6 separate regions of the Mus musculus genome follow, and all the other regions are linked to region 4. A link is a contact called in public Hi-C, Micro-C and promoter capture Hi-C data. All regions are on one chromosome and are shown on one strand. The core of a region is the stretch at or near the end of the contact, and the rest is flanking DNA. Distances in the headings are between cores, read along the strand shown. Region 1 holds the start of Amd1 (S-adenosylmethionine decarboxylase 1). Region 2 holds the start of Pdss2 (prenyl (solanesyl) diphosphate synthase, subunit 2). Region 3 holds the start of Sec63 (SEC63-like (S. cerevisiae)). Region 4 holds the start of Fig4 (FIG4 phosphoinositide 5-phosphatase). Region 5 holds the start of Afg1l (AFG1 like ATPase). Region 6 holds the start of Snx3 (sorting nexin 3).

Region 1 (3,084 bases), core at 540-3,039, 1.0 Mb after region 4:
TTAACTTAAATTAGGTTGGGAAAAAGCATAATAGTAATTGAAAAAGCAACTAATTATAAATAATTACAAGCCAAATTATATTTATACCACAATTAATGTTTGAGGTGGTTTGCAGGCAGTCTTCTTTTCAATAAGCAACCATCAAATAATTGAATAGCTTGTAAAACACGGAAATATTCCTTTAATCTTTATTCCAAGTATAACCGCATCCTCCTTGAATTACTATTATAATAGACTAAGTAGCATTTATTAAATTTTGTCCTTATCCCTAGTTTGAGTTGGATGCTTTTAAAAACATGGCAAAAGCAATATACGTATCTACCTCATCACACGGGTTCTTTCTCAACAAATTTCATAGAGACATGTGAATCCATGCTCTTGTAAGACAAGAGCTCGTCTTCAGGGTATGTATGAATCAAATTTCAACAGTTGCAGTGGATTTCTCTAGGGATAATAGGAGACGGTCCCTTTGTCTTGTGACTATAATCATTTTTAATTTTATGAGCTTGGTGACTTTCCCCCAGTGTTTCCAAGTAACTAATAACTTTGTTAACATCTTTTGCTTCTTAAGATTAAAAAAAAAAAAAGAAAGAAAGAAAGTGGCCTTGTCCCAGCTCCCTCCCCCAGGCTGGTGTGAGTGTGCAAGTATGTGTGCAGAGCTTGTGTTTCATACTGCAAATATAAATAAAGGAAGATAGCAGAAGAAAAAAAAAACAAAACAAAATCCTACTTGGATTTGACCCCTAATTTATACTTTAGATTATCATTAGTGAAAACTCTTTGCTACCCATTTACATTATTATTATATACTCGCGAAGATCCTTTTTAGGCATTTAGGCAATTTTAGGCAAATTTGTAAATTTGCGTGGTACTGGTGGTTGTGAGGAATACTTTCAATTAGTTCACCCCTTTAAGAATAGCCTAAGAAAAATATCAAATAACCTCGTATTATACTTAATAAAGCTAGTTCCTAGGAAGTTTTGCAAACTAAATATCCACCAGTTGACCTAATGGAGTACGGGTTGATAGGTGTCTGCTGGAAGGCGGCCAACTCCTAAGCTAGGCTAGGCACACGGTGGGGGGTAGATAGCGCCGGAGCCCTCCAAGGCTGGGCGCCACGTTGCTTTTCTCTTTTCTCTTTTGAAATAGGAAGACGACGCTTCTGGCTATTGTGTAAACCCGTGGAGAACTGCCTTCATTCCCACATCAGATAAAGCACAAGCAGAATTAAAGCGCATTCCAATCCGACCCCGGGCCACACGTACGTCACTGACAATTTTATTGCCTAGGCTGCGTTCGTCTCGTGGAAACACGTGAAAAAATGGTTTAAAAAAATTTTTTTTAAAAAGCCAAAAACCACCTCGGCTTGAAACGAGAAACCGCACAGGATCAAAGCACTACGCCAACCCAGCAGTGGCCACCGCCCCCGCCGAGCCCCGCGACACCCCTCCAGACTCCCTCCTGTTTTCTGCTAACCAGCTGTGTGCAGCGTGGGACAGCCTCGCCTGTCTCCCGCTCTCCCCACCAGCTCCACAAGTAATCCCAGATTCCCAAGTCCCCAGCCGGACAACAGAGCGGTCTCCCGCTCAAGGGACAGCGGCAGCTCCATCTGCAACCAAGCTGGTAGTCCCCTGCACTCCCCGTGGGCCCACCGCCAGCCAGCCGGCGTTCGGCGACGTTTGACTGACACGAAGCGGTCCCTATGAGGCCCTGAGGGCGGGGCGATGGCGTCACTTCCTGGCCTGTCGGGGAGGATGCTTATATAAGGTCTGCGCTCACGCAGAACCCTCGCTTACACAGTATGGCCGGCGACATTAGCTAGCGCTCGCTCAACTCTCCTAACGGGAAAGCAGCGGACTACAAGAGACTGAACTGTATCTGCCTCTATTTCCAACAGACTCACGTTCAACTTTCGCTCACGAAAATAGCCGGGAAAATTTTATTAGTCCTTTTTTTAAAAAAAAGTTAATATAAAATTATAGCAAAAAAAAAAAAAAAAGGAACCTGAACTTTAGTAACACAGCTGGAACAATCCGCAGCGGCGGCAGGAGCGGCGGGAGAAGAGATTTAATTTAGTTGATTTTCTGTGGTTGTTGGTTGTTCGCTAGTCTCACGGTGATGGAAGCTGCACATTTTTTCGAAGGGACGGAGAAACTGCTGGAGGTCTGGTTTTCCAGACAGCAGTCCGACGCAAGCCAGGGATCTGGGGATCTTCGTACCATCCCAAGGTGGGTGCCTGGGCCTGAGGGCGGCTCGCCGCCGACTGCGAGGCACGAGTCGCGGCCTCAGGTGGGGCCAGGTCGGCGGGCGGGAACTGGCTTCTCCCGCCGCCGTTGCGGGGCCGCCTGCGCCGCCTGGGGGAGGGGAGGAGGCCGGCGCGGCCGCGTGCTCAGGTAACGTCCCCGGCGGACGGCGGGGCTGGGCTGACGGGCTCCGGCGGGGGGCACGCGGCCCTCCGGCAGGTGTGGCTGGGTGAGGGGCGGGCGGAGCACGAGCTGGGTGGGCCTGGGCCGCGGGGCGACCAGCAGGCCTCCCGCCGCGGGGTAGGCGGCCGCGCGTGGCGCTCGCTCGGGCGGCGGGATTGGGCGGGAGCGGCCGTGTCGCAGTGCCGGGCCCCGCCGACGCCCGGACGTGCCCTGCAGCAGAGCGGGGCGCCTCGGGACCCTCCGCGGGCTTTGCCCGGGAGGCTCCTGACCTTGGGCTGTGTAACCTGTTACGGAGGCGAAGTCCGGGAGAGCGCAGCGGGGTGCTGGAGGGTTTGCCTGCTTCCCGGGGTACAAGCCTGTCAGCCCGAAGATCTATTTTACTTAATGCCTTAAGCTGGAGCAAAGGAGACCTGCGGGCCCCCTGCTCACACCCGACACGGGAGGTGGTGCGGAGAGTTGCTAGTGACCTCGCTGGGAGAGTCGAGCATTGAAGCGCGGATGACACTGAGGATGCATGGACCCGGCGGCGGTGACACCAGCCTCCCGCTTTGGTGGCCGGTACCCGGGCTCCGCCGTGCTCCGAAGCGCACTAATGGGACTAGAGTGGCGGAGGAACCGGCGTGGTCCGGTTCATTGAGAGGCGGACCAATGAGCTCCT
Region 2 (3,195 bases), core at 211-2,710, 1.9 Mb before region 4:
GAAATGTCCATCACACTGCAGAGATCTCCAGTTTTCACATCCTCAGTACTGGTATGAAAAACCTCCACTTTTGTTGCTGGCGATCCAAACCAGGTTGTAGGACTTGTTCAACAAGTACTTTGGCAAAGACATCTCCCCTAATCCTCTTTGTACTAGTTTTATTCTCATAACTTTTCTGTGTGCTTGAAATAAACTACGAAACATGAGGTATGAGTTGTTTTTTAAGTGATAAATTTTTTTTTAAACCCTAGTGACAAGTTTAACACTAGTCTGGCATTAAGTGGTAAAAGCGTCAGAGGAAACTGACTTCAATCTAGATAGTCCAATACCTGGATATTTGGGGGTTTTTTTGTTTGTTTGTTTTTTGAAACAGGGTTTCTCTGTGTAGCCCTGGCTGTCCTCGAACTCAGAAATCCGCCTGCCTCTGCCTCCCAAGTGCTGGGATTAAAGGCGTGCGCCACCACTGCCCGGAGCTGTCTATTCTGCCTGTCTCTCTTGTCTTAATCTTTCTGTAGGTAAACAGCTTAACTTGCTCTGTAGACCAGGCTGGCCTTGAACTCAGAGATCGCACTGCCTTTGCCTCCCAAGCTCTGGGATTAAAGGCATGCACCACCATTGCCCGGCTCTATTCCATTTTTAAAATACCACTTCTTGACTGTGACTAAATAAGTATACATCTCTGATACCTTGACAAGCCATGAAGCATCTGCATCTCTAAAAGTGAAGAGAAACTGTAAAACACGTTCAAGTTTTTCTTTTACGAAAACCATTTATCCTGGGCCAAGTAGAAGAATGTTAAAGGGACACCAAAGAATACCTTAAAAGTTCAAAAGAAAGTTAGAATCAAGGAACTGGCCAGACCCAGAGTTACCATGGGTCGCTCACCTGGCAGTGGTAAGCAGAGGGTGTCCCGTCCCCACCAGCTTCCGCACCTGCATGGCGATATTGCTGAGCTCGTCGCTCAGCAGGCAGCGCAGGCTCATGAAGGATGCGGGGTAGCCCACGATCTTCTCCGCCTCGGACACCACCTGGTTCCAATGGGCCGGTGACCTGGAGGAGCGCCCGCGCCAGGAGCCCGCCGAGGAGATGCTGTCGAGGGATCTGAAGTACCACCAGTGGCGACTGGGGGGACCTGAAGCCCCGAGGTAACCGGACAAGCGCAACAGCAGCTGCCGGAGGCTCATAGTTTTGAGTCTGAGAGGGTCGGGGACCTGAGGAAGGTGGCCAGAAATGACACGGGAAGCAAACAAGGGCTGAGGAGAAACTTTCAGAATCTAACAGGAGACGGCGATTCCAAACCCTCAGAGAAGTATGGCTTTCTGGAGCCGTAACCAGGAATAACGTTTGCTGCTTCTGCAGCGCAGACTGGCGTAACCCCAGCGGCTGCTCAGAACTGCACTGGATACCTGCGCTGGTAACCACAGCCAGTGCCTACATGGGGGGCGCCATGTTGGAGGCATGAAATGCGGCCTGCCGTAAAGATAGGGGCGGGCTGATGAGCGGCAAAGAGTGCTCTTTACTTTACGGCACAGCTGGGACCTCCCCACTAAGGGGCGGACCCTCAGTGATGACCGGAAGGCGAGAGATGGAAGGGAGCCTGTGCCCCAGGACGTCGGTGTCCGCCCTTTGGCACCCCGCTAGCCCTGGATCTAGGCGCTCTCGGGGTCTCTGCAGCGTTTCTCCCGGCCCAACGCAGAGTGAAGCTTATGTAAATAAATGTCTGTATCGTGGGTCCGCGGCGAGATCGTAGGCCCGTGGCGCAGGCTCGTCCGGAAGCCTTTTGCTCCTGGGCGCCTTAGGCCCTTGGTGGGGGCCGCGGACCCGGGAGGGCGGCCCCGCTAGCTGGGCGACGACGTCTCCTCCGCGGCCCCCCCAGAGCTGGAACGCAAGTGGATCGGTGAGGCTGAGCCCTGCTTCCCTCAGCTTCCTGGCCGAAGTGCCAGGATTTCTGTGAAAAATCCAGAAAATAAGGATGCTGTGAGAATGGAATGAAACGTCGCTTGCTCCGGGACTGAAAATTCACTGGCATGAGTGCATTTCACATATTAGCTCACTTAATCTTTTGTTGAGTTTTAAAGATAATACTATTCCCCGGATTTTAGGGGGGATGGGGGGGAACGGAATGAGGCACAGCCAAATTGTAAGTTGTTATGGTCACATTAAGCAAAATGTGAACCTAGAGGATCTGGTATCTTTTTTTCTCCTCTCCTTTGGGTACTAGGGATAGAGGCCAGGCCTCATGCAGTAATGCTAGGCTAGTGCTCTACTTCGGAACCACATACCCGACCTAACAATTTGGTTATTTGAATACATACTCTTAACCACAACATTAAGTAATATGTTACCAAAAATTCTTTCTCATTGCTAAAGTAAAATTGTCAGTGTGACGACGCTTTCAGTGTTGGATGGAACGTTTTTTTTTTCCCCTAGGCCACAGTGGCCTGAGACTTCTTACTGTGTAGCAAACTGACCTGTAACTTCTTGACCCCATCCACCTCTCAAGTCCTGGGATTACAGACGAGGGCCAGAGGGCCACTCTGCTCTTCGGGTGCCACCTATTCAAGCACGTCTAGCATCTTGCCCTTTCTAATTAGACAAAACAAGTGTTGAAGTCCTTGTTAATCATAAAAAAATTAAAAATTACAAAACCTTAAATTCAATCCCTTGGGAAGAAAAAAGTAACATTAAGATCAGTAATATAAAAATAATAAACGACTTGTTACCTACATTTTACACTCAGGAATGGTTTTTAAAATTCATGTGAGCTTTCAAAATTCATAGTTGGTATTTTTTAAGCTCACATTATGTAAATGAACTAGAAAAACAAAGAGAAATTGTTCACACAAGATGCTTTTAGCCACAGAAGGTTTAGCGGCAAACTCCCTTTGAGTGCCAAGTCTCCTGTGATTTAAAGATTCTGTTTTTGAGCCAGGAATGGTGGTGCTTACAAGCACTCAGGAGGCAGAGGCAGAAGGATCTCTAGGTTCAAGAGCAGCCTGGTCTACATAGCCAGTTCTAGGCTAGCCAGGGCTCCAGAGTGAGGGCTCCATAGATAAAACAGCATATTAATTAAAGGTGAATTATATTTAAAAACAGTCTCCCCATAAGGGAGTTCCTATGTAAGATTCCTAGCAATAAAATCCAAGTATACTACTATGTAAAAATAAATGTAAAAGGTGAAATATTTTATCATTC
Region 3 (3,166 bases), core at 170-2,669, 1.5 Mb before region 4:
AACTTAGATCATCACCACACCCAACCTAAAAGCAACTTAGCAGACACAGAACGCTCTCCCCCAGAGCCGCTGTTATACTCGAAACCTACTAATTATGGTTACCACCACCAGAAATAACCCATTAGGCGCTTGCTGTAAGTGCCATCAGCTTTAAGAATAACCGGTGCCATATGTCTTAGTAAAGTGCAACACAGAATCCAACATTACAATCTTAAACCTAACATCCCCGGAAACTGCACTGGGTTGCGTTCTGACGCGACCTTTAATGTGGAAAGACTCGAGAACTAAAAGCAAAGGAGCTTGCGACCCCACCAACTACCTCCTTCCATCAACGAATCCCGCTTAATCCTTCATGCCTGCACTTTTCCGTTGTAAACAGGAAACTCCAGAGGAAAGGAAACGGAGAAAATCCTATTTGTGCTTTTATAAAAGGAATAACGGCAGCGCTCTCCAACCCCCACGATGTGATTGAACAAATGAAAAAAGCAACCGGAGGAAGTGACGGGGTGGGCTGCTGGTGAGCTCACTTGGAAGTCCCAAACATGACACCCAGCTTAGGGGTGCCCCCAAACATCTGTACCAACAGCTGCAGCGGGGACACCGGGACAAGAGGGAGAAAGGGTGACGGGAGCGAAGGATGCGGAGTTGTGCCCACACGCTCTTATTCCCCCTCGGCCAACTCTTCTCTCGCCCCCCGTCCCAGCCCAGCCCGCTCCCTCCAGAAAGAACACCCAACAAAGCCGAGGCTGGGGAGACAAAGAGGCGGCAGGCGAGGGGCGTCCAGAACAATGCGGATCGGATCCCCGCCAAACTCCCGCGGACCACGCAGGCGGGCGGACAGCCCCGGAAATCGCCGCCGAGCTCCGGCCCCGTGGACAGCGGCCCTCAGGCCCCGCCGCCCAGGCGGCGTCCCTGGGACGCGGAGCAGCACCGGCGGGCAGGACGGCGCGGCCCGGAGCGGAGCGGAGAAGAGCGGAGCGGAGCGTCCGCCCGAGCGCGCCAGAGCGGGCCGCCGACGGGACTCACCCGCGTTCTGGTCTCGCGGCCAGAGGTAGTAGGTGGCGGGGATCACGATGAGCCCCACGAAGGAGGTGAGGAAGTAGAAGAAGGTGTTCCCGCTGTCATCGTACTGGAACTGCTGGCCCGCCATGGCTCCGCCTCCTCCGCCGCGCTCCCCTCACCGCCGTCGCCACGACCCCGCGCTGCGCTCCGGCTCCCGGCTCCCAGCGCCCCGGCCCCGTGTGGCGTAGCTCGGACGCCGCTACCGCCGCCGCCGCCGCCGCCGCCGCCGCTCTCCTCCCCGCCCCCACGCCGCTCTCACGGACACGCCGCCGCCGCCGCCGCGGCCGTCGCCAACTCTCGCGAGAGGAGCTAGTTCCCGCCCCACGCGGCTGTTCCCTCCCCGGCCGTCTCCTCCACACGCTCACTGAGGGAGACGTGGCGCGCGCAGCAAAGAAACTCTGTTGGACCCCGCCCGCGGCCCCGCCCCTGAGCCACGGACCACGCCCTCTGTTTTCCATAAGCCCGCCCCCGGGTCCCGCCCCCTGCTTACCAGGCTTTCCTTCCCAGCACCCTTCCCGGATTCCAGGAGCTTTCTTGCCAGGGTCCCCCAAGCAGTGAGCAGAGGCGAGCGTCCTAGGTGCGATTGGGACCTGAGCTTTTGCAACCTAAGCGAGGTTGCCAAACCTCTCCACTCTCTCCTATCCCTCTCACTTTTCCTCCACGTGAACCTCATGGAAACAAGTGCCATTAAAATAGGGAGCAAGGAAAAATAAATAAATGAAAAGAATAGGGAGCAAGGAACTCCTCAGAGTTCCAAAGCCTTGGTATTTGGAGCTGCCAGTTCACTAATGCTTTCTGTGACCCAAGCGATCATGTCTTCAATTTGTCAGTAAAACATGAAATAAAGCAAAATATAGATCGGTGGCTCTCAACCTTCCTAATGCTGCCACACTTTAATACAGTCCCTCATGTTGTCGTGACCCCGAACCGTAAAATTATTTTCATTTCTAGTTCATAACTGTAATTTTACTACTGTTACGAATTGTAATGTAAATATATGATGTGCATGATATATATACTCCCTCTAAAACGGTCTTTTGATAACTCCCCCTTAACAGGGTCAGGACCCACATATTGAGAACCAATGTCATATATGCTCTATTGATGAGAAAATTCAGACTCAAAACATTTTCCAGAGGTAACGCTCAATGGTTTGGGTTTGCTCAGGGCTTGAGGATCCAAACCCAGATCGCTCTGACGCCCCAAAGAGCCGCTGGCACTCCCCTGCAACCTGTGGGCAATCTGAAGAGGCAGTCACTCTCTGCTCCTGGCCACCGAATCTCAAGCTGGAGTCAGCTGAACTGCAGGATAGTCCTCTAACCTTGCAAAGATCCCACCAGAGTCCAGTGGTGGCCTTAGCAGGGTGGGTCCCAGTGTCTGCACTGCCCTCTGTGGATCAAGAGGACACAGGGCACTTTACACAGGACCGCTGTGAATAGTAAAGGAAACTGTGCAATATCTTTAAAAAGAGAAGCTACCGCGCAAGTACAAACATTCTGCTGTATTTTTTTTTAAGATTCATTTTTTATTTTTATGTATATGAGTACACTGTAGCCATCATGTGGTTGCTGGGATTTGAACTCAGGACCTTCAGAAGAGCATTCAGTGCTCTTAACTGCCCGTTTTGTTGTTGTTTTGTTTACTTTGCTTTTTGTTGGGGGGGGTGTTTTTTTTTTTTTCTTTTTGAGCCAGGGTTTCTTTGTGTAGCCCTGGCTGTCCCGGAACTCACTCTTTAGCCAGGGTTGGCCTCGAACTCACAGAGATCAGCCTGCCTCTACCTCCTGAGTGCTGGGAATAAAGCTGTACACCAGCACCAGCGTTTAAGGATTGTTTCAAGACTAGTCAGTTAACTACATGGCTTTTCAATATGCCTTCCATTGTCTGAGAGGAAATCTGGTTACACAAGCTCTTTCATTGAATGTCTCAAAACCAGTATTTATCATAATGAGTCATGCTTCCCCTTATACTAGATTATGTTCACAAGTATTCTGTCTCCCCTTTCAAATTCCAATTTAACAGCACATTTCTGAAAGCCACTTTTGCTACATTTTTCTGCCTTGTTCCCCCCCCCCCACTCCCCCGTAAAGTTTCCAAGGACTTTATT
Region 4 (3,242 bases), core at 515-3,014:
CAACGTCCCTCCCCGCCTGCTCCCCCGAAAGGGAATGGTTCCAAGGTATGTACTCCCCATTTCCCAGTGAGTTTAGCTGACAGAGAAGCTTGTGTGACAATACCCCCTTTTCCAAGAGCCCCTCCCTGCCCAGCTTCTGTTCCTGGGATCACCCTTATAGAAACAACTTGGCACATTTGTTTGTTATCAGTTTGGCTCCTGGGTGATGTAAACTAAGAAAATTCTCAAAGGGAAGTGCTCCATTGTAGTATAAAATAATAATGGAAAACAATATTTGAAAATCAGAACTATTTATTTTTAAAAAGTGACTTTCCTAAACCAAAATGCTCTGCAGATGTTTAGCTTGCATTGGGAAGAGCTGGTTTCCATTGTGAAATGGAAAAGTTAAAAGATGCAGTTCAAGATGGAGATAAGTGGATCTCTGGGGCTTGCTGGCTTAGCCTCTGGCTTACACGCACACGCACGTACCCCCCCACCCCCCCACCAGCATAAAATGCCATAACTGAGACTCCTGCCCTCTTTCTTTCTAGTTTCTCAATAAAAAAGATATATCAAACTGAAACAAAACCAATAATAGATAATAGATAATCATACTCTAAAAACCTTGTAACGTCCTGCCTTGAATCTACAGCAAACTTTAATATCCTCTTCAGCTATTTGTTTGTATTTTAATAATTACCTTTTTCTTTTCAGTATGAGAGCCCTCTAGCGGTGAATTCTGGAATATAGCGAGGGGTCCCTGTGAAACCTAGCACTTCCTGCCTGTGCTACTTTAGCGGCCACTGTTACCCTTTGGGGCAGGCAAGTCTTTAGTCCGCATTTGTGAGATAAATACCTTAGCTAAAAGGAGAACTGGTTTTGAAAAGTCGATTTATGAAGAGATCGTGGTTTAACTTTGCAAGAAAAGCAACTGGTGTGGGGTCCCCGCCGGAAGTGTACTTTCCTGCAACTGATGGCAAAATGCACCCAGAATGTGGACAATTCCCTGCCTCTGCTTACCTGTGGACCGGGGACGCGACAGCAGCTATCTTCTGAGGCTCTACTGAGGCTCTAGGTAGCTGTTAGGCGGTTGCCTTGGAAACCTGTGGGCGGCGTGCAGAGCCTCTTGGAGGGCGGGGCCTCGGGAGGTGGAGCTGTAATTCAAAGTGAATTCTTAAGCCTGTGTTTAAATGTAGTCATAATTATAAAACACCTTTCCCAAAGTGTAGAGGTGACCAACAGAGCGAGTGCATATATTACCTACTTATGCCCAGACAGCAAACGCGAAAACCTTATCTTAACTAGAACTGACTCTTAACAGCAGCGCGCTCGCCCTACACAGCACGGTCCCTTTTAGAATTCAGACCGTTAGCCTCACACATAAAATGTGCAAATACCAAAGGCGCCACATTTATGTAATTAAGAAAGATTTGTGGGCCATACAGCCACAATATTAACTTTATTGACTTTCGTGGAGATAAAATAGGCGACAAAACAGGGGAAAATCACAGGCATCCAGGAGACAGGTTTCGGGAAAATAAAGAGTATATAGGAAGAAACAGACCAATTACAACACGGAGAAACCGCTCCAAAAGGAGAACCCAATCATCTGATTTCTTTTCTTTAAAGGTCAACATAAGTCAGGTTCTTTTTCTTTCTTTCTTTTTTTTTTTTTTGCCTGCCCTTAAGAAAGATGGCACCCTTAGCGTCCGCCCTCAGCAACCCCGTGATCCTGTAGCCCCGCCCCTCCGGTTTGGGCTGGGCTGGTTGGGAGGCGGGGCTGAGGGAATCCGGAAGCAGCCGGCGAGCCCGCTGCTGAACGTTTGGTGTTCTGACACTGTTTTTGTCAGCTGTGTCTGGTGTGCTGGAGGTCTGCGGGGTCTCCTCGCTCTGTCTCCAGGGGGAACCCCGCCGCTGTCACGACCTGGGCCGCGGCCTGGTGCCCTGTGGCGGGGCCGCCATTGGCTGGAGCCATGCCCACGGCCGCTGCCCCCATCATCAGCTCGGTCCAGAAGCTGGTGCTGTATGAGACCAGAGCTGTGAGTACCCACAACGACGGGACGGGGCGGGAGGACTGCGCTGCGGGGATCGGGGCACCCTGTGGGGTCGTCGGGAAGAGGCAGCACCCCGTACTCCCTCCTCTCCTCCCAGCGCCGCTGCAGGCTCGGCCGCCAGGGCCATGCAGTCAAGCACTGGATGGTTTGCAGGTCTGTCTTGCTTAGGAACATGTGGCTGGCTGGAAGAAGTGCGTGCAGACAGGTGCTGTGGCACACAGGAACTGCACACAGCTTCTGAAAGAGTTCCTCTTTTCTGCTTTCCCATAATCTTGAAGTTCTTGAGTCCACTCCTTACAGTAAAGTCAGGGGGTATGAAAAAAAATGTGAACTTGGCCCAGGTAGCTTCTATTTTGCGATTTCATGGTATACTATCACCGTGATTGGTCTTAATCACATGCACTGTTTTGCTGGGATTCGAGGTTCTGTGACCCGGACGCATCTGTTAATAGTTCTCTGGCTTGCAGAGCGGTGCTAATAGAACTTATTTTTTTCTCATTTCTGTGCTTGGGAAACAAAGTTGCTATAGTGTGGTTTATCTGAATCTGGCCTTCACTATGATATTAGGGTGTGAGTATCTCGTTTGGTATATTCAGTGAACTGTGGCTAGTCTTCAATAGGAGAGTAAATAAACTGTCACATGGGAATTTTAGCCCACCGGTAAGCTGAGCATTCTGAGGCCCTGGCTGAGATGCTATTCTTTATAAAACAGAATTTCTTTTCCCACAAGTCTTCAGTGGCACCCATGAAAACTCGGTTGCTGAGGACGACAAACCCTGTTAGAAATTTTATTTAATTTAATTTATTTGTGTGTGTGTGTAGTGCATGTACATGTGTGTGGGTATGTGTGCCCACGTGGAGGAGTTTGGAGGCCAGGGGTTGACCCTAGATGTCTCTCATTAAATCTGGAGCTTCCCATATTGCTAGACTGGCTGGCCAATGAGTGTCCCTCGCCCAGGCTCTACCTGTCTATACGCCGCACCCCCAACCCTGGGGTCAGAGATGTGTTATTGTGTGGGGCTTTCAGTGGGCCCTGGGAATCTTTACCCACTAAACCAAGTTTCCACACCAGTGTTTTATTTTGATGAAATTTAACTTAACTATATGTGTGTGTGTGTGTGAGAGAGAGAGAGAGGGAGAGAGTATAGGATAGTATCAAAATCATAATCTTCCTGTCTTGACCTCCCCAGTGCTAGATTTATAAACATG
Region 5 (3,131 bases), core at 420-2,919, 1.2 Mb before region 4:
GGGAGAGAGAGAGAGAGAGAGAGAGAGAGAGAGAGAGAGAGAGAGATCCAAATCCATCTTTGAGATCCTGACTGGAAGCTTGGGTTTAAGTCGTAGGAAAGAGGTACAACAACTCAGCCGTCCAGGTCAGGTGTGACCTGTGCATCACTGGCCCACCATTGCCCAGCTCCAGTGTGTCCTACAAGCTGGTTCTGCACTGTCTGAACCGTGTGACGTCACTTCCGGGAGCCCAGCTTCTCCCTTTTCTGGTTGGCACCAGGCTTCAACCTTTTCCTTGTCCCAGCGTGGGATTCTTGGGAGCAGTTTGATTTCTTAGGGCCATTGTTTCAGTAGTGCAATAGCCAAAGGGAAAGAAGACACAAGTGTCTCTTTAGACTATCTTCAGTCCCATCGGGGTGGGTACATACTTTGACATATTAGCAGAGAAAAGGCTTGAAGTTACTCTGCCATACTACACCTTCCATTTCCTGTTTCTTCAGAATTCCTCTTCTGGTGACCACAATTTGGTTTCCTGGAATTCTTCTTAGTGTTCTCTTTTTTGGTCACACAATTGAAACTTTGTTTCCTCCTTCCTAGGAATGCTAGACTTTCTTGTTTTCCATAATTCCCAGCTAAATGTTCAGGTCTTTTAGATATGATCCACGGTTGAAGGGTTTACTTTTTTGTTGTTGTTGTTGTTGTTTTATTTATTTTTAAGGATGTAACTATGTAGTTGGACTTCTAACCCTGCTGTCTACATTTCCCAAATGCTAGGATTGCTGTTTGTGCTTTTTCTTCCCAGACTGGTGAATCTTGGGCTTCCTGCTAACTAGGCAAACACTCTATCAGCTGAACACCACCCGACAACCCCTGGGAAGGTCTTTGTCTTTTGTTAAAAGTTAATCTTGTATGGACTAGAGAAGTGGCTCAACTGTTTAAATAATGTGTAACTTATGCAGCCGACAAGGGTTTGGTTCGTAGCACCCACGTTGAGTGGCCCACAGCTGCCTTTAATCTCAGCCAGCTCTGGGGGGATCAATGCCCACTTCTGGCCTCCAGAAGAATCGCTTTCAATATAGGACACACACACCTAGACAAAAATATAATCTCCGTACTCCTCCACAACAGTGCTCTCTCCTTGATCCCACTATTGTCTTTAGCTGCAGCGTTCATCTAGCCAAAGGGTCGCCAGCCTCAAATGAGGGCAGTCGCAAATTCAAGTGGTCACACCATCCCATGACTGCCACATCCACCAGCTGTCAGTCTGGGCCCTTTGGCTTTCCTGTCCCACTTATAAGCTTCTTCAAAGCATGAAAACATGTGCTATATAGAAGATAATTTCTATTACTCAACAGCTCAAACAGAAAGTGGCAGAAACACATTTCAGGTACCCTTCAGAGACACGTTGGACACCGAAAGAAAAGTAAATTGAGGCTATATTATAGCAGATTGGACGAGGTATAATATATACCTCTTGGTCACCTTCATATTATGCGGTCTTAGAAGGTTCACGATTATTACTACAAGCTACAATTGGTTTCTCAGGCCTGGAGAACTAGGGTTTCAGTGGGGGCGGGGTGGAGAGTTGGTTCTAGCCGCCTCTCAGCGGGGTGGGGCGCACCCGCGACTGTCAGGACACGCCCCCTCAAGGCGCGAGGCCTCTCGGGACTTGTAGTCCCAAGGCCCACCGGAAGGCGTGAAGGGCAGGCGTTGCAGCCTTTCTAAGCTTGAGGTCATCTCTCTTTAACGCTCTCTCATTTTCAGGCGTGGCCTCCTGGAGCGCCACAGCACCCGGCTGCTCCGTCGCGTCTTCTGGGTTACAATAAAGTTTTCCTCCCTGTACGGAGCTCAAGATGGCGGCCTCCTGGTCGCCCTTGGTTACTCTGCGCTCCGCCGCGCGCAGCCGGCTGACTGGGAGAGGTGTTGGGTGCGGGGCGCGGGTCGTCGCAATCCCTCCTCCGGCCCCTGGCCCTGGGAAACCCCTGTGGAAAGGTCAGTGACCGTGTCACGAGCGGGCCGCGCAAGGCCCTGGGGTCACCCCACTGTCTGATCCCTCCCAGCTGCACCCGTGGCTTCACAAGTTGTAAGGATCCTAGAGACGAGTTCGTGTCTATTGACCTTTTGCATCTCGTTGCCCCAAAGAGCGCTGAGCGCCTCAGGCAGCTGCCCAGAGTAACTTCCATTTGAGGGTCAGAGGCCAACCCAGTTCTTCCCCAGGTAACCCAGGCCTGGAGAGGGCAGGTGTGCAAGAGCCCGGCTTGGAGGGATGGGGGTAAGCAAGATGGGGTTGGTGTGTGGGGAGCCTTTCACCCCAACCCATCTGGGCTCTTAAGGCTGGTGATGGACTTAATGGTCATGTCAGTCAGGGACCCTATGCCCCCTCCCCGCCCATTTTCTCGATGCAGTCTTAAATTCCTAGGGCATCACTTTGTCTGTTTGTCTGTCATTTATCTGTTTTGCCCCTGACCTTCGATTCTTTCGTTCTACTGTCATGTGTCTGTGAATGAGTGGTTAGCCAAATTACAATCACGTGGTCTCACTGTGTGGTACAGGCTGGCCACGAACTTGAGAACCTCCTGCTGCTCTTTCCCAGAAGTGCTAATTTTACCTCTCTTCACTGGACTGGTTTCTCAAAAGACAGCAAACCCTGTGTCCTTATTTCCTTGGCACGTAGGATGGTGATTGGTGTCTGATGAGCAGATATTTTCAAATGAACGACGTTATTCTCATGGTCTTCCTCAGTCACCTTTCCTCATCTCCAAGAGCTTCTTTATATACCTTCAAAATCGGATATAATTTAACAGAGTATATATATGCAAATGCCGATTCTCATCGTCTCAAGATAGGTTTTTTTCCCCCCTCAGTCATTGAAATAAATACCAGACTGTGAGCTTTACATGGCCCACTTAGCAAAGGGCCTTGCTATCAAGCCTGAGTTCAATCCCTAGGACCCATATGGCAGAGGGGAAGTACCAACACCCACCACTTGTCCTCTCTTGCGCGCGCGCACGCGCACACACACACACACACACACACACACAAAATAAGTAAAGTAAAAAATATTCCTTTCTATTTTATAAACAAGAGAAATGCTGAAGTATAAATCTCATTAATTGAGTCTGGATTACAGTTTCTGCCCCTTTCTTTACTCC
Region 6 (2,977 bases), core at 381-2,880, 1.2 Mb before region 4:
CTTTAATAAGAAATTCCTTCACATAAAAGCTAATGTTAAGCTGGGCGTGGTGGCGCATGCCTTTAATCCCAGCACTCGGGAGGCAGAGGCAGGCGGATTTCTGAGTTCGAGGCCAGCCTGGTCTACAGAGTGAGTTCCAGGACAGCCAGGGCTATACAGAGAAACCCTGTCTCGAAAAAAAAAAAAAAAGGCTAATGTTAACAATGATCATGAGTCCTCTAAGGCCAAAATTCTCATGGTTACTATTTAATATTTAATTTTTAGCAATGAATTAATTTAATAAGTTTTTTTTTCAAATGTGGAAAAACCCTTCCATCCTGCTCTACAGAGTAAAAAAAGCAGTACTTTCATTTAGTGTCCCTCGAATCATCTAAATTACTTACTGCCAAAACCCCATTAGTTATGGGATTCTAAGAGTACGTTTCTACTTCACCCTATTCCTTTTTTCAGTTGAAGTGAAAAAGCTAAAGCCAGACACTTAGATGAGTAGGGTTCCCTAGTCCCGGGCAGTTGCTTTTTTGGACACTGAGGAAGATGACATTCCACACACCTAGGCCTTCAGCAGGACAGCCAAGCATGCTAAGGTCAACCATTTCTCATCGCTGCTAACCGCTTGGTTGAGCCCTACCACAAAAATCTGACGCGCTCCCGTGAACTCGCCATCAAGTTCTGCTCACAGACGTGTACGGCCCAGGATACTCTTACTGTAGCTTGAGACAGGCCTGGAAAGAGCAGCTAAGCTTGGCTTCACTACGTCTTGGTAAGCGTCCAGGAAAAAAAAAAAAAAGAGACAGGGAGGGAGAGAGGGCTTCAACTTTGCGCACACACGCCCCCCTCCCCCTTTCTTCCTCAGTCACACCTAGCTCTCTTTTCGGAGAACAGTGTTCTCGAAAGATCTACCTCTTCAACTCAAATGTCAAGCCCAGATCAGCTGCCTGAGATCTCGGCTAGCAGAGCTCAACCCACGCCCTCGTCTTCCAGCACCTTCTACCGGAGCCAGCGAGCTGGTCCCCATACAAACTGTCCACGGAGAGCGAGCGAAACCCTGGCTCACGCCTCCGCCCGCAGACAAGCTGCCTCGCAGGGGCGTCTGGCCTGGGCGGCCGCTGAGACCTCAAGGCCCCGCGCCGGGGTCCGGCGGGACTTGGCGGCCCCGGAGCGAGGGATGCGGGAGAGGGGCGGACGCCTCACCTTGACCCTGATCTCGTAGGTGGTGAAGCGGCCCCGGCCGACCCCCACGGTCTGCGGGTTGCTCACGTCGATCTCGAGGAAGTTGCTGGGCGGCCCGTAGGCGTCATTCAGATTCTGCGGCTTGGTGATGAGCCGCCGGGTGTCCGCTACCGTCTCCGCCATTTCGCTGTCGCCGCGGCAGCCGCGGGCTTCTCTCCACCGCCTTCCGCCAACGCCACCGCCGCCCGCCGCGGGGACTCCCGGCTCGCGCGCAGCGAACGGAGACGAACGAGCACGTAGGACGGGTGGGCGTTCGTTCCGCGCGAAGCTCCGCCCCAGGCTGCTCGGGCTTCCGCCCTCTGCCCAGGGAGAAACAGCTGACTGGCCTGAACGCCGCGCCCGGTTCGCAGGCCCCGCGGCGGCCCCGAGGGACACTGCGGGGTGGGGCTGAGGCGCGGCGGCGTCACGGGACTGTGGGCGCCAAGGATATGGGGAGACTACAATAACCACAATGCCTCGGGCGAGCGCGCCGCCGCCGAGTGACGCGCAGGCGTAGTAGGGGAGCTCTGGGGAGGAGGTGTGGGTTTCCGGCTTTTCTGACCCAGCTTCTCTGCGGGGAGGGACTCCGGAAACGATTTTAGCTGTTCTGGCGCAGTGAAGGCAGTCGTTGGGACGGCAGGGAGGAGACAAAACTGCCTATGCTGTAAGACAGCCAATCCAGTGCATCACTGTGATCCCTGGAAATTCATTTCTAGAAACCTTTAATAAACGTCTCAAATGAATCAGTACACATCTGTAATCCTGACCTTTGGCAAATGGAGAGCGGAGAATCAGGAGCTCGAGGCCAGCCTGGGCTACATGAGACCTTATCTTTAAAAACCAAGGGAGAGCCGGGCGGTGGTGGCGCAGGCCTTTAATCCCAGCACTTGGGAGGCAGAGGCAGGCGGGTTTCTGAGTTCGAGGCCAGCCTGGTCTACAAAGTGAGTTCCAGGACAGCCAGGGCTATACAGAGAAACCCTGTCTTGAAAAAAACACAAAACAAAACCAAAACAAAACAAAAGGCTTTTTAGCCAGGCGTGGTGGAGGCAGAGGCAGGCGGGATTTCTGAGTTCTAGGCCACTGGTCTACAGAGTGAGTTGACAGCCAGGGCTACACAGTAGCCCTCAAAAAACAAACAAAAAATGATGATGTAACTCAGTTGGTAGATTGATTGCCTAGGATTCATAAAGTCCTGGGTCCAGTCCCCAAGAAGGACATTAATCCCGGCATAATGTAATGCCAGCACTCAGAAGGCTGAGACTCAGAAGTTTCAAGGTCACCCTGTTCTACACTGATAGATTCGAAGCAGTAAATAAGGGAGTGGAATTTTTTAAACCTGATAAGCTCAAACTAAGGTCAAACAGTGCCTAAAGACTGGTCTGGCCCCTGAAATAAGAAAGCAAAATAAGAAAGACAAGATGAAGGCCGGGAACCCTGTCTGGGTAAGCGGCCACTCTTGTTTCCCACAAATCCTGGTAAATGTGTTTTGTTTTTAAGCGGTAAATCTCAAATTGTACTTGGAATGCTACTTAGAGAAGCCTTTATACAAAATGGAAAAAAGGACCAGGGAAAGACTCAGGAAGCTGAAGGGAGACAGGAAGATAGGGGAGTGCCAAGAACCAGGATACCAGGAGCTAGTGCATCCGGTTGTCAACCCAATACCTGAACAAAGCCATTACGTGGCCTAGGCAGCGTCACGTGACCTTAGAGTCCCTTCAAGTCAGCCTACAAAAACAGCAGTGTAGCACAACCATAAAGCTAGCAAGTT

What was found. Promoter capture Hi-C pulls out the DNA fragments that hold promoters and counts their contacts. Hi-C and Micro-C count contacts between places; a contact is called where the count stands out from the background. Capture Hi-C pulls out chosen DNA fragments and counts their contacts.
Region 1: a contact with region 4 is called in a Micro-C map of embryonic stem cells, with 11 times the contacts expected there. The contact joins the promoter of Amd1 here to the promoter of Fig4 in region 4. A contact is called at or near these places in 2 of 39 promoter capture datasets (embryonic stem cells and hippocampal neurons), 1 of 484 Hi-C or Micro-C datasets (embryonic stem cells), 6 of 115 datasets of contacts at active chromatin or transcription factors (bone marrow-derived macrophages, embryonic forebrain, embryonic stem cells and 3 more) and 1 of 9 other capture datasets (embryonic stem cells).
Region 2: a Hi-C map of CD8 T cells shows a contact between it and region 4, with 6 times the contacts expected there. The contact joins the promoter of Pdss2 here to the promoter of Fig4 in region 4. A contact is called at or near these places in 1 of 39 promoter capture datasets (pre-B cells), 3 of 484 Hi-C or Micro-C datasets (CD4 T cells, CD8 T cells and muscle stem cells) and 2 of 9 other capture datasets (adipose tissue and liver).
Region 3: a promoter capture Hi-C map of liver shows a contact between it and region 4, with 4 times the contacts expected there. The contact joins the promoter of Sec63 here to the promoter of Fig4 in region 4. A contact is called at or near these places in 3 of 39 promoter capture datasets (hippocampal neurons, liver and pre-B cells), 1 of 484 Hi-C or Micro-C datasets (regulatory T cells), 1 of 115 datasets of contacts at active chromatin or transcription factors (thymic regulatory T cells) and 2 of 9 other capture datasets (adipose tissue and liver).
Region 5: a promoter capture Hi-C map of neutrophils shows a contact between it and region 4, with 6 times the contacts expected there. The contact joins the promoter of Afg1l here to the promoter of Fig4 in region 4. A contact is called at or near these places in 3 of 39 promoter capture datasets (liver, neutrophils and pre-B cells) and 2 of 9 other capture datasets (adipose tissue and liver).
Region 6: a contact with region 4 is called in a promoter capture Hi-C map of pre-B cells, with 5 times the contacts expected there. The contact joins the promoter of Snx3 here to the promoter of Fig4 in region 4. A contact is called at or near these places in 3 of 39 promoter capture datasets (hippocampal neurons, liver and pre-B cells), 3 of 484 Hi-C or Micro-C datasets (CD4 T cells, CD8 T cells and erythroblasts), 2 of 115 datasets of contacts at active chromatin or transcription factors (memory CD8 T cells and thymic regulatory T cells) and 2 of 9 other capture datasets (adipose tissue and liver).

The regions. Positions count from the first base shown.
Region 1 is chr10:40,300,893-40,303,976 of GRCm38.p6, reverse strand. Amd1 (S-adenosylmethionine decarboxylase 1) reads left to right here and starts at 1,789. Exons shown (of 8, transcript NM_009665.5): 1 at 1,789-2,228. The coding sequence starts at 2,119.
Region 2 is chr10:43,219,751-43,222,945 of GRCm38.p6, reverse strand. Pdss2 (prenyl (solanesyl) diphosphate synthase, subunit 2) reads right to left here and starts at 1,460. Exons shown (of 8, transcript NM_027772.2): 1 at 886-1,460. The coding sequence starts at 1,184.
Region 3 is chr10:42,759,749-42,762,914 of GRCm38.p6, reverse strand. Sec63 (SEC63-like (S. cerevisiae)) reads right to left here and starts at 1,419. Exons shown (of 21, transcript NM_153055.3): 1 at 1,027-1,419. The coding sequence starts at 1,150.
Region 4 is chr10:41,301,763-41,305,004 of GRCm38.p6, reverse strand. It overlaps Fig4 (FIG4 phosphoinositide 5-phosphatase), which reads left to right and starts at 1,764. Exons shown (of 23, transcript NM_133999.1): 1 at 1,764-2,018. The coding sequence starts at 1,953. It overlaps Ak9 (adenylate kinase 9), which reads right to left and starts at 1,071. Exons shown (of 40, transcript NM_001370813.1): 1 at 1,000-1,071.
Region 5 is chr10:42,477,103-42,480,233 of GRCm38.p6, reverse strand. Afg1l (AFG1 like ATPase) reads left to right here and starts at 1,669. Exons shown (of 13, transcript NM_145743.2): 1 at 1,669-1,971. The coding sequence starts at 1,833.
Region 6 is chr10:42,500,707-42,503,683 of GRCm38.p6, reverse strand. Snx3 (sorting nexin 3) reads right to left here and starts at 1,630. Exons shown (of 4, transcript NM_017472.4): 1 at 1,192-1,630. The coding sequence starts at 1,353.